3 separate regions of the Rattus norvegicus genome follow, and all the other regions are linked to region 2. A link is a contact called in public Hi-C data. All regions are on one chromosome and are shown on one strand. Each heading gives the region's core, a stretch centred on a gene start, on an enhancer-like site or on the middle of the called end of the contact. The rest is flanking DNA. Distances are from core to core; before and after follow the strand shown.

Region 1 (4,742 bases), core at 1,344-3,843, 170 kb before region 2:
TCTTTTTTTTTTTTTTTTGGTTCTTTTTTTTTCCGGAGCTGGGGACCGAACCCAGGGCCTTGCGCTTCCTAGGTAAGTGCTCTACCACTGAGCTAAATCCCCAGCTCCTGATAAATTTATTTCTTAACTTCATCTGATCATTATGAACTAAGTAAGTACACTGCAAAAAGACACTGTTTCTCAAAAGCCCTTCTGCTATTACAATGTGTCTACTGAAATGTATAATACAGAATTAGGATTAGGTTCACAATGATTCATCCTACCAAGTAAAGGAGCAAGTAACTGCTACTGAGAGTTCTAGGATTCGGACTCACCCAGGAACACTAGGCTCCTGTAGTTCTCCAGCATCACGTCCCTGTACAGGGTCCTCTGGGCAGCATTCAGGTCCTGCCACTCCTCCAAGGTGAAGTCCACAGCTACGTCCTCGAATGACACCAACCCCTGGAATGACAGGTTTCTCTTCAGCCCAATCCTTCAGTTTTTGGAACAGAAAGTGGGGTCCACCCTACTCTCTATGTGTCATACCAGGGTCTCATAGCAGGTGACATTTGATTTGTCTCATGGGAGAAAGAAAACTCAGCTCTGTAACGATGTCAGAAAACATGGCTGGAGTTTTCTGAAGGATTTCAATACAGACAGCTGTTCCCAGGCTTCCCCAATTACAATCTGGTATCTGCCACTTCCTGGAAGGAGTTGTTGGCCCAAGCACCAAATGACTTCAGGTTTTTTTTTTGTTTTGTTTTGTTTTTGTTTTTCTTTTTTCTTTCTTTCTTTTCTTTTTTTTTTTTTTTTTTTTTTTTGGAGATGGGGACCGAACCCAGGGCCTTGCGCTTTCTAGGCAAGCGGCTCTACCACTGAGCTAAATCCCCAACCCCATGATATCAGTTTTAAAAGCGTTTATTGAATACGGAAAAGCCCAGAGCTCTGGAAATAAAGATATCTTCCTGGATCTCAAAAGAAGAAAAGAGTGTGTAACTGCGTCCCTGACCTGATCTTCATTTGGGATGTGGAAACGGGTGGAAAAACAGAACTCTGACTATTCACAGGCAAACACTTGGGGGCTCTCTTCCAATGGCTGTTGGCAGCTTGAATTCTAACAGACTCCAAGATATTGAATGCATCAGAGAGCAGGACTCCTAAACTCTAAACACATTTTTATTTAAAAAAAAAAAAAAAGAAAGAAAAGAAAACAGAGACAAATTAAAGTGCTTGAGAGAAAACAGGCATGCTAAAGAGGGAAGCCTTGTATTCTGTTCTTTTTTGTTAAGATTTATTTATTTATTATATAAGTACACTGTCGCTGTCTTCAGACACACCAGAAGAGGGCGCCAGATCCTATTACAGATGGTTGTGAGCCACCATGTGGTTGCTAGGAATTGAACTCAGGACCTCTGGAAGAGCAGTCAGTGCCCTTAACTGCTGAGCCACCTCTCCAGCTGTTTTTAATACAAAAGTTAATGCAAACATTTTACAAACTTACATTACAGTTCTTTAAAACCTTGAACATAGGTGTTGGGGATTTAGCTCAGCGGTAGAGCACTTGCCTAGCAAGCGCAAGGCCCTGGGTTCGGTCCCCAGCTCCGAAAAAAAAAAAAAAAAAAGAAAAAAGGGAAAACAAACAAACAAAAAAAACCAAAACAAATAAACAAAAACAAACAAACAAACAAACAAAAACCTTGAACATAGAACTACCAAAGGACCCAGGAATCACTCTGCTGGGATGTTTCGAAAGGAACAGAAATCTGAATGTCAGAAAATGGCCTCAATGAAAATTAGAGGACCAAGGTCATCCTCAGCTACAGAAGGTGGGATACATCAGAATCTGTCTCAACGAAAACAAAACAGCACGCCTTTAATCCCAGCCCTATGAGTTTGATGCTAGTCCAGTCTACATAATGAGCTCTAGGCTAACCAGGGCTACAAAGTGAGACCCAGCTGCCAAAAAAAGGGGAAAGTTTCACATCCATGTTCACAGTGACACAGATCAATCACAACGCCGACACAGAAAATGTAGGTGCTTCTTAGGTGTAGGTACAGAGTTCATACCAAAAAGAGATGGGGTTCCAGGATCCTGGGAAACGGAATAGAGCGTGACGTCCCAGGGACAGGATCGCCTGAACTGTCCCCAAACCCCAGATATGGCGTCTCAGGGAACTGGACGGCGGGAACCATCGGGGACAGAGACGTGGGGCCAAGGTGCAGAGACAACGGAGAGCAGATCGACTGGGGTTACGGTTTCCCTTCCCGCCCAGCATGAGACATGCTCTGAGTCAGAGCTACGGAAAGCGTTGCAGCAGGGCTCGGGTCTCTGCAGGGGCCTCAGACCGGACAGGACAAGCGGAGCCCGCCCAGCCCCCACCCCACGGCCGGGCAAAAAAGGCTCGGGCTTCCGGACCTGCCAGACTCACCATTTCAGGGTTCCGGGACACCCAGAGCCCTCACTGTGGTTCTCAGTGGAGAAATGGGACACGCGGCGACTTCTCCGAACTTCTGGGCGAGCGCGGAACACATACATGGACAGGACCCAAGATGGAGAGCAGGTGGGACAGTGGCGCAGGTATTCAGAAACAGGACTACGCAAGACTGAAAGCCCGCCCCTACTCTCTGTCTGTGTGTCTGATTGGACATTCGTCGTCACCTAGGTTCTCAGAGACAAGGCTTCACGTCTCACCTTCTCAGACTCTAAATGTCACCAACCATTGGTGAATTTAAAAAGATTGACAAGTTCTTGGCTGTATTTTAAGGCCGGGCTTCATGTGGAAAGACCAGACAGAACCTTACATTTAAGTAGAACCTTCTACTTAAGGTTATATCATCTAGTAAGTATTTATAAATAGAAACAGTGTCATGCCTTTTTTTTTTCTTCTGAAATACAGTCTCTCTATGTAGTCTTGCTCTGGAATTTATTATGTAGACTAGGCTGGCTCGAACTCATAGAGATTCACCTGCCTCTGAATTCCTAGTGAAGGGATTAAAAAGTGTGTGCTACGGTTATTTCCACAAATTGGAGAAGATCATCGACCTTTAATTAATTAAAGCAAGCTTTTAAAAATTCATGTCCACGGGCTGTCTCTCCCCAAAGGTAGGGTTCAAGAAAGAGTTCAGCATTTGGACACGGGGAAGATTGGGATTTTTATTATCCGGAAGCAGGGAGTTTACAAATGGAGGATTTGACAGGTCGGGGTTACAGAAGCAGAACATAAATGTAACAAGTTGGTCAGAGTAACTTTTTGAAACAAAAGCATGATCATCTTTTCCTGGAACAGACTACAGAACCATTTGTAGGCAAGGTTAAGGGTGGGACGCAGTCCAATCCTTGAAATAGGAAGGAACTGAGTTTGTCTTTACTCTAAGATCGCTTTCAAACCCAAGATGGATCCTGGCTGGTTGTGACTGTCTTTTAAGAGGTTTTTTTTTGTTTGTTTGTTTTTTTTTTTTTTTTTTTTTTGGTTCTTTTTTTTTTCCCGGAGCTGGGGACCGAACCCAGGGCCTTGCGCTTCCTAGGTAAGCGCTCTACCACTGAGCTAAATCCCCAGCCCCAAGAGTCTTTTTTATGATTATAAAAACAGACGTTTATGTAGTATGAAATAAACATACCTTGAGATAAAATTTAAGCATATACAGCATTGTTCAATACTAGAAATGGTCAAATGTGGGTTGGGGATTTAGCTCAGTGGTAGAGCGCTTGCCTAGCAAGCGCAAGGCCCTGGGTTCGGTCCCCAGCTCCGGAAAAAAAAAAAAGGATAGAAATGGTCAAATGTTAAGTGTTTTATGTCTTAATGATTCTTGGCTAACAGACTATAAGTGAACAATTTATTTTTTCTGACAATAAATGATGTGACATTTCCCCCAGTTCCAGAGAGAGAGAGAGAGAGAGAGAGAGAGAGAGAGAATGAGAGAGAGAGAATTTTCTGCCAGGCTAATTGCATTCTGCACTTGCTGGTTTAACACCACAGTCTTGAGGTGGAGCGTGCCTACGTCTGAAACAAACATGAATAAGATGAAGAGAACGAAAGTAGGAATGAGGTCAGGGTACGTTTTTTAGTGCCAGGTGCCGCACCTGAGAACCATTTTTTTTTTAATAATCTCTTTTGGTTTCCTTTGGAAGGGTGGACACAAGGAACTCCATCTTGCAGGTTTGAGACAAGGTCTCATCCTGAAGCCCATGCTGACCTCAAACTTACAATCCTCCTGTTTCAGCGTCCCAGGTGCTGGGATTGCAGGCAAGTGTTACCTTGTCAGTACGACTGTGAGTCCTGTCCCTGCCCCTTGTCTCTGACACTGCTGATTCTCTATCTGGGGCTTTGCCCCAGGATGCCTGGTTGATCTGATTTGATCCCACACTTGGGGGAGGTGTAATTGACAGACATGGAGAAATTAGTGCCAGGAAATCCCTTAGGCTTACTTAAAGCATCTGAGGTGTAGAGATGGCTCCTTGAGGTACTCTGGAGTCCACTCTGCTTGACTTGTTCTTAAACATGTTTGTGTCTGTCAGAGCAGCTCTTCTCCGGGATGTTGGCACATTGGCTTTTCAAAACCACAGTGAACAAGGGGAAAGCTGTTTCAAAAATTAAGTAATTGTGTGCAGACATTATCCAACACCTATTAATCTTTACAAGGTTTACGTAGCTTATGAGGCTCTGCACACAATTAGCATAACACAGAAGAACACAAAAGCCATTCCCAAAACAAAATTTAGAAATTTTAACTTGGCGGACTAAGTCTATTCAAAATTTTAAACC
Region 2 (4,276 bases), core at 878-3,377:
CTACACGGTTTGATGTTAAGAGCAGCAGTGCTTATATGAGGTTTTCTGCTCTTACGGAACATAACGTGATGGATTAATTATGGAAACAAGGGCTTTTAATATTTTTCCACCACCTTTCCTCAGCATGTAAGTACCTAATATATCTTTAGATTGTATTGTGTTAGAATGTTTTGTTTTAAACGGTGTTTGAAGGGATAAAGGAGTGGTTCAGTAGTTAAAAGCACTTTCTGCTCTTGCAGAGGACCTGGGTTCAGTTGCAGCACCCATGTGGCTCACAACCTTCTAGAATAATCCCAGTTTCGAGGAATCTGATGCCCTCTTCTGGCCTCTATGGGCACACACATGGTGCACATGGAGGCAAGCACTCCTATGCACAGGTAGTTTTTAGAAGACCACATTGATTCTTTAAAATGATCTTTGAGAACCATTGTTTTAGCCAGGTGTGGTGGTATACTCCTTTAATCCCAGCACCTGAGTGGCTGAGGAGACAGTTGAAAGGAGTTGAAAGTTACCCTCAGCTGTGTAGTGAGTACTGCTAGGTCAACCTCAGCTACACGAAACTCGTGTCACTACCACCACAATCCCTGGCAAAAAAGGTGCTGATTTGAGTTTTATTTTTTGATTGAAATAAACTTTGTCTAAGATTAGGACAGAATTTCCAACGTTCTGAAAATCACTAAGCATACTTTGATTTTTATGCTGTGTGCTTATGTAAGATGGTAGTCTCAGCATTGACAATTACAAAATTAAAAAGAAAAATCACATCTGAAAAATTTGGAAGATGTGAAGGTGAGATAACTCAGCAGTAAAGCACCTACCACCAAGCTTGACGACCTGAGTTCGAGTCCCAGAACCCATTTGGTGGAAGGAGAGAACTGACTCCTGCAGGTTGTCCTCTGACCTCCACACACATATCACGAACGGCACACAATTGGGCTCCCCCCCCCCTCTCTCTCTCACACACACACACACACACAAAACTGTTGAAGATATTCTGTGTCCTGCATTATAAAATATTCAGCTGAGATTATGTAAAAATAAACAAGCACATCTATCTCAGTATGAAAATTTGCTTTCATTTTAAAATGGTAAAAATTTACATACACAAATAATAGATTTCAAATAAATTTATGATTTAATTATTCATTATTAACTTTTCCCTCTCAAACTCCTTTATGCAACCTCAGATATATAGATATATAAGATAGGTACACAAGTCAAATATTTGTAGTCTAGGGTGGCTTCAAGCTCATAGAGGAATTTGAACATCTCGATCCTCCTGCTTCTACCTGTTGATTGCTGGAATTACAGATGTGTACCACTAGGCCAGGTTTGTACAATACTGGGGATTAAATTCAGGGCTTCGTGAATGCTACGCAAGCATGTCACCAATTGAGCTACACCCACAGGCTGTTTCCTTTTTCGATTTAGAAAAAAAATTAAAAATGTGTGTGTATGTGTGTCATGAGTGTTTGCACGCAGAGGCCTGGGGAGAGCCCGAGGGCATGGAATGCCCAGGATATGGAGTTACCGGATGCTGTGAGCAGCCAGTGCTCTTAACTGCTGAGCCATCTCTCCAGACCGCCTTTTAAAATAATTGTATTTATTTTATTCTTTTTTAAAGACATTCTTGTATAGTCAAGGTGGTTTCAAAATTCACTGTGTAGCGATGATGATCTTGCACCCCTGATCCTCTTTGCTACACACCTCTCAAGTGTTGGGATTACAGTAATGTACCACCATACCTGGCCATCTACTTCTTTTTCTAAAAACGTCCTACTTATTTCATACCACGTAAATTAGCTAAAAGGTCAGGAGTCTGAATTTGCACTGATCAACTAAAACTAAGAATTATTACACCATTCCTTTTTCCCGATTCCATCGCGAAACGAGACCCCTTGAACCTCACGCAGATCCCGTCCTCCCCACGCAAACACCCTAGCTGCGGCGGACCAGCTCCAGGCACCGGTCCGCTCTGTGCACGCTGGGAGTTGTAGTTCGCTTCCCTTCTCTCCCTATGAGCAGGGTGTCAATCGCAGGAGCGCCTCCAGCGGCGAGCACGTTTGGTGGCGCAGAGTTCGGGAAGAAGGCAGGATCGTCTCCTAGCAACGGGGTTGCAGCGACGTCACCGTGGCGGGTTCTTAGCGCTGAGGCCAGGTGGAACCACCCTCTGGAACAGACGTGGTCCTCCACCTTGCGCTGCCGGTCCTGCCCTATCTGGTCCCGAGCTACCTTACGGGAGTTTTCGTCCGTGCGGCCCGCCGGCCTGGGCTTTGGCCCTGGCGGGACGATGCTGGAGTCTATTCGCGTAACGGGTGAGTGCAGGCACTGCTGGCCCAGGTGGCGCGGCTGCAGCGGGTGGAGACCTTTGGGTTTGGGACCGGGGAGCAGTCGCGCAGCCCTAGCCCAGCAGAGGGAAGGGGCAGGAACTCTGCAATCTAGAGAGTGTAGAGTCCAATCCGATTTCACAGCATTTTAGGTGTGTAGTAAGGTGTTATATTTTCTAGAGTGCTCAGGAAAAAAAAATCAGCCATGGAAACACATCTCTACATTTCAGTGTATGCTGTGTATGTTTGTTTGCATTTATTATCAAACACTATGAATTGAAATAAGAGCAGGTGTTTAGATCCAAGGTTAGAAAGTTTGTCTTTCATTTTTAAATAGATATGCATATTAGCCATATTTAAATCTTTAATAATACTAAACAGTTCCAGACCCTCAGCATTTGATACTGCATGAAAACATTTCTGCAGGACAGATACCAAAACAACAGAATAAAGAGAAATAGCTAATTCCCAAAGTAGAGTCACAAAAATAAGCCTAGAATACTGGGTATTGCAGTATTCTACCCAGTAGACCAATTTTTCTGAATTTATTGTTTTGAACCGGGGTCTAGCTAGGTTACCCGGACTGGCCTTGAACTCACGGTCCTCCTGTCTCAGTCTCCCAGGTGCTGAGATATGGACACCAATAGCTAAGATCCTTTTTTAAGATAGCATACAAAGTAAGAGGTTTCATTATGGTGCTTTGAAATTCATCTCACAATATGGTATTGCAGAGTTTTTTTTTTTAATTGAAAAACTAAATTATTTTTAAGGGAAAATACTTTCTAATCTTAATTTTTTTAATACTATTTGTTGTTCAGTGTATAAAATACAGAACTGATTGTTGTGGAATTCTAGTAACCTACAGATTATCCCACTGTTCTGTTGATAGGAAACATACTGTTATAAAAGCCAAGATCTTAGAGGCACTTAAATTGGCATTAGGCTTTTTAAAATTGAGATTTGATGTAGATATTAGTCTTTCATCTTAAAACACATTATCAGAGGCAAACACAGGTGGATTTCTATGAACTTAAAGTCAGCCTGGTTTATACAACAAATTCCAGACCCAGACTCTAAAAACAAACAAACAAACAAACAAACCAAAACAATATGGTGTCAAAAGTTGCTTTAAAACCTCAAACCTGGCAGAAGAGGGGCAAATCTGAGCAAGTCTCAGTGACACATGTGCACAGGCTGTCGTAATAAGGTCAAGAGAGTACTTGCTTACCATAAACTAGGTTAGAACACAAATGTCAGAAAGAAATGCATTCTTTTGCACACTAAAAAGGGTAATTTAAAACTTGCAGTCCCGTTGGGGATTTGGCTCAGTGGTAGAGCGCTTGACTAGGAAGTGCAAGGTCCTGGGTTCGGTCCCCAGCCCCGGAAAAAAAAAAGAATTTCCTGTAAAACTTGCAGTCCTTTTTATGATATAGAACAAGGCTTCTCAACTTCAGCAGTTTAATATTGGAAAAGTTAATTCTTTATTGTGAGCAACCGTATTTTAACACAGAGAATTGTGACAACCAAAAATGCCCTGTGGGTGGCAAAGTACTCTCCCTGTCTTCCAGTTAAAAACACTGCATGCAAGAAAATAGATTCTGTAGCCCATACGACTCACCGGGTTTAGAAACTACACCGATTAAAATACCCCCCCAAACTGAAAGTCATTGTAGTGAGAATATGATTAAAATATTAGTATGGTATCTGATTAAAACATAACCGTATTCCTGCAGAGTTAGGGGTTTGAGGATGGGTTCTTTTTAACTGAACACCTACTCTTGTTAACTAGTTCTTTGCCCAGAATTGAGTGGAGTTCATGTGCCAAACCATTTTCTGATGTAGGTGATCTACAGGTGATCTAGGTGAAATACTAGCCTTAGGAACTTGTCTCTGGTGTTCTTAAACATTCGCCACTGTTACAAAGTGATTTTCATCATTGTTATTATTAT
Region 3 (4,406 bases), core at 983-3,482, 230 kb before region 2:
CCATAAAACAATCCTGTAACTTGTGGTGCCTTCCCCTTTGACATCCCCCCATCCCCTGGTGCTCACAGCCTCTGCCTTTAAATGCTCTTTCTCCCAGCCTCTCGGGGTCGGACACCTCTGTCTCCTGTGTGGGATATGTATCGGCCCGGAGATCTCTGTAATAGGTCTCCGTAATAAACCTCGCCTTTGCTTATTACATCCAAAATGGTCTCTCTGTGTCTGGGGTCCACAATTTCCCAAGACTTGAGTAAGGGTCTCTCTGCGTGGGATCTTTCAGGTTCAAGCTCAGTTCCAGGACCCATATGGTGGCTCACTACCACCTGTAACTCCAGCGCCAGAGGCTCAGATGCCCTCTTTTTGCTTCTGTGGACACCAGACAAGCATATGGTGCACAGACAAACATGTAGGTAAAACACTCACACTCGTAAAGGTAAATAGTAATGGAGCTGAAATCAAAGGATCGCCACAAATTTGAAGTCAGCCTAGGCTGTAGTGTGGGAACCTGTCTCAAAACAAAACAAAACAAAACAAAACATGCTGTTCCCTATGAACTCGTGTTATCAAGAAACCTCATGAGGAAGCCCTCGAAATTCATGTATGCCTGGGGCTGGAGAGATGGCTCAGTGGTTAAGAGCACTTGCTGCTCTTCCAGAGGACCTGAGTTCAATTCCCAGCATCTTTACGGTGACTTACTTCCAGGAGATCCAGTGCCCTCTTCTGACCTCCACAGGTACCAGTCACACATACATATATGTGAACAAATACTCCTTTTTTATTTTTTTTGAAACATGTATTTGTTCCAACTTACACACTGCCTCCCACCTCAACGTACCCCCTTGAAACTGCGAGGCTCTCCCCACCTTTTGCTATTCTGTCTGCATCTTCACAGTCTCTCACTATACCAGGAACTCACTTTGCAGACCAGGCTGGCCTCGGACCAGGCCCTGCTTCAAGATTAAAGTGTCTATGTTTAGATATGTTACAGTCGCTTTTTAATTACATTTGTTTAACTGAGGGCATTTTAAAAACATGGCTTGGTGTGCTAAGGGGGCAAACCCAAATCTACATGTTAGAGATGCGGTCTATCTCTGAGCCATATCCCGAGTCCACCAATATTTAAGGTAAAGATTTACTTATCTACTGTATAACAATTCCCTGGAACTGGGATTAAAGACTGTCATTAGTCACATGTGGGTGCTAGGAGCCAAAGCCAGGTCCTCTCCAAGAGAAGTGCTTCACCACGGAGCCAGCTCTTCAGTTCGTATATTTTATTTTATATTACATTTGAGACAGGGTGTTATGGTGTAGCCTTTTCTGGGCCAATAACTAACTATGTTGGTTAGGCTAGCTTTGATCTCAATTAAAAATTTGGCATGCTTCACCACTTTATTTTTAATTTAATTTTAGAAAAGAATTCTCTTTATTGAATGTGCTTTGAGTGCTTTGCATGTATGTATGTAGATCTGTGCACTGTGTGCTTGCGGTGCCCCTGGAGGTCAGAAGAAGGCATTGGATGACATGGAGTAGGAGTTACGGGTGGTTATGAGCTGCGGTGTCGGGGCTGGGAACTGAACCAGGGTCCTCTTAAAGAGCAGAAAGTGCTTTTAACTACGGGGACATTTCTTCAAGTCTGTTGAGGACACTTTTAAGTGTTTGTATTTAGGTATGGTGAGTTCACTTTTAAGTAACTGTGGATCATACATAGTTTGTGAGATGCTGCTCAGCCCTGTGTTAAGCCTGAGAGGAGGGACATCAGTATGCCCTTCGCATTCCAGGATTAAAACAAGCACGAGGTGTGTGTGTGTGTGTGTGTGTGTGTGAGAGAGAGAGAGAGAGAAAGAGAGAGAGAGAGAGAGAGAGAGAGAGAGAGAGAGAGAGAGAGAGAGAGAGAGCTCTCCTGAGTCTTTTCTTGTGGTAGTCAGGTTCACGCTGCCTCTTCCCTGCTGAGCCATCTTGCAGGCCCTGTTTATTCTTTGTTTTCGCCTTGCCTCTTCGCTTAATCTAGAAAGGGAATCTGTAATTTCCTGCGTCCACTCACGTCCCCCATACAGAGGGAGCTGAGATGAACAGCAAAAAGCAGTCTCTGGTCGAAGAATAAATCCTCATTAAAACCACAAAGATGCCTAATTTAGGTGACAAACTCCGCGCTGAGAATCTTGGTGCTCAGCTGTCATTCAGGCAAAGGGGCGTGTCCGCACCAGCTGTCCAATCAGAGACGCCAGCGTATAGGCGTGGGAGAGACGGAGGCCGTGGGCGCGGAGAAGGCCGCTCTCCTGACTCTATTTCAGTCAAGTTCATACGGGGTCTCAGTCACGGAGGCGGGAGCTTGGGAGGGCGCCGGGAAATGGTGAGTGAGGCGGGCTGGCCGAGGGCGGGGATGGGTAGCTGTAACCCGACGCAGCCCTACACAACCAGAGCGAGCTTCTACCTCAGCGGTGGAGTCTGCGCAAGGGACCTTCGCTGGCTCGGCCAGGTTCGGCGGCACTCGCCTCCGCTCGGCTCCGCTCGGCTCCGCTCGGCTCCTCTCGGCCCCTCTCGGCCTCTCTCGGCTTCTCTCGGCCCCTCTCGGCCCCTCTCGGCCCCTCTCGGCTCCCCTCGTCCCCTCTCGGCTCCCCTCGGCCCCTCTCGGCTCCCCTCGGCCCCCCTCGGCCCCCCTCGGCCCCTCTCGGCCCCACCCGGCCCCACCCGGCCCCACCCGGCTTGTCTGTGGGGCTCTGCGGTCCTCTGTCCGCCTAGCTTCGGCTCTGTCCCTGGCTCTGCGCAGCTCGAATTGGCTTCGATCGGCTCAGTGTTGTGACTCCCGGCTCGGAATTCCCAACCTCCGAATAACGGGGACCCGTTAAAGTTTCCGAATGTAAACCTCTAATATTCTCAGCTCTCCTTAAATCCCCAGGTTTCCAAATGCCAACTCTTCTCTCCTTTGGATTACATCTATGTCAACTGTCACCAGTGCTGAATTCCAGCCAGAGGCAGTGTTTTAATTATAGGCTTGGAACGAAGGAACTGGCTTTCTTTTCTTTAACAATTTTTTTTTTACTCTTTTTGAAATTATATACCTATTGTGAAAGGTGTGTGTGTCTGTGTCTAAGTGTTACAGCTCTGCTTGGGCGTTTTGTTTTTTTGTTTTGTTTTGGTTTGTTTTTTTCTTTTTTTCGGAGCTGGGGACCGAACCCAGGGCCTTGCGCTTGCTAGGCAAGCACTCCTACCTGCTGAGCCATCTTGATGGTACTGTGGCTATTAGATAAAATGTTTTGTTGTTTTTGTGTGTCTGTGTTGAGTGTATGCTGTGTGTGTGTGTGTGTGTGTGTGTGTGTGTGTGTGTGCGCGCGCGTGCGCGCACGTGTGTGTATCCGGGCCTGCGCGTACATGTCCGTGTGTGTGCATGCGTGCACCCACCTATTTAACATATTAAAGAGAGCTTTGGCAGCCAGTCTCCCTCAGCAACGCTTGTTCTGGGTCATTCTGTCTGGCATACCCTACCCACTACCCTAAATTCTCCAGCCCAAACACTGGACTGGATCCCTTCCCCCAGCTACTCCGATTTCAATATAACCTCCGTCATTTTGCCTCTAGCTCTCTGGGTTCCCAGGTACCCTCATTGCTCCCTCTCTCTGACCATTTTGCTCAGCATTCCCGCCCCGCTCCATGGGCTGCTTCAGTCTGGACCCTTGCAGATGCCTCTGGCTATGTTCTTCCTCATATCTACAATAAATGACCCCAGCCTTCCTGGGAGCAGTCATTTCTTCACCATTTCAGTCAGGATCCAAACCCACATTCTGTAGGAGAGCAAGTGCTTGTAACCACTGAGCCATCTCTCCAGCATTCCCTACTCCCAGCCCATCCCTACAACTATTTTTGTGACAGGAAAACAGAAATAAGTACTGGTAGCTATGTTTTAGAAAACTCTTAGGTTTCTTCCTACTAGCTTTTCTAGATGCACACATCCTGTGGACTGGATCAGATCTGTAAAGGACTGAGTTTGGAGATGCAGGAATAATGTTATTGTGCATTGTGTAAAGTTAACCTTGTCTTATTCAAATGCTGATTTCTCTGCCTCCATATTTGATTGCATCCCAGACCTGGTATTGTGATGCTTATTCTAAGAATCTCCAGTCTTAATGTTGTGTAAACATTTTTCCCTATTCTCTGTATTGTCAATAAAAGCTGGTCAGCCAATGGCTGAGCAGAGGAGAGAATAGGGCGGGACTCCAATCCCAGACAAAGGAAGGGTAGAGAGGGAGAGGAGAGGCATTTGCCACTAGGAACAGGTCCAGGGGTGACCATAAGAACACAGCTGGAGCAGAGAGAGCCAGACCAATACTAAATGCAAGTGTCCTGGGGTGGCTTGGAGGTAGCCAGAGTAGTTTAGAGGAATAGAACAGATTAAAAACTGCACAGTCACTGTG

Evidence for each region. Hi-C and Micro-C count contacts between places; a contact is called where the count stands out from the background.
Region 1: a contact with region 2 is called in a Hi-C map of liver, with 3 times the contacts expected there. The contact joins the promoter of Zfp599 here to the promoter of Matcap2 in region 2. A contact is called at or near these places in 2 of 12 Hi-C or Micro-C datasets (liver and mammary epithelial cells).
Region 3: a contact with region 2 is called in a Hi-C map of liver, with 2.8 times the contacts expected there. The contact joins the promoter of Znf709l here to the promoter of Matcap2 in region 2. A contact is called at or near these places in 3 of 12 Hi-C or Micro-C datasets (liver, mammary epithelial cells and prefrontal cortex).

The regions. Positions count from the first base shown.
Region 1 is chr8:29,046,065-29,050,806 of GRCr8, forward strand. It overlaps Zfp599 (zinc finger protein 599), which reads right to left and starts at 2,594. Exons shown (of 5, transcript XM_006242700.5): 1 at 2,409-2,594; 2 at 315-441. The coding sequence starts at 2,411.
Region 2 is chr8:29,214,871-29,219,146 of GRCr8, forward strand. It overlaps Matcap2 (microtubule associated tyrosine carboxypeptidase 2), which reads left to right and starts at 2,128. Exons shown (of 7, transcript NM_001427636.1): 1 at 2,128-2,315. The coding sequence starts at 2,291. It also overlaps a transcript of Rp9 not described here.
Region 3 is chr8:28,984,240-28,988,645 of GRCr8, forward strand. It overlaps Znf709l (zinc finger protein 709 like), which reads left to right and starts at 2,233. Exons shown (of 4, transcript NM_001409238.1): 1 at 2,233-2,347. The coding sequence starts at 2,345.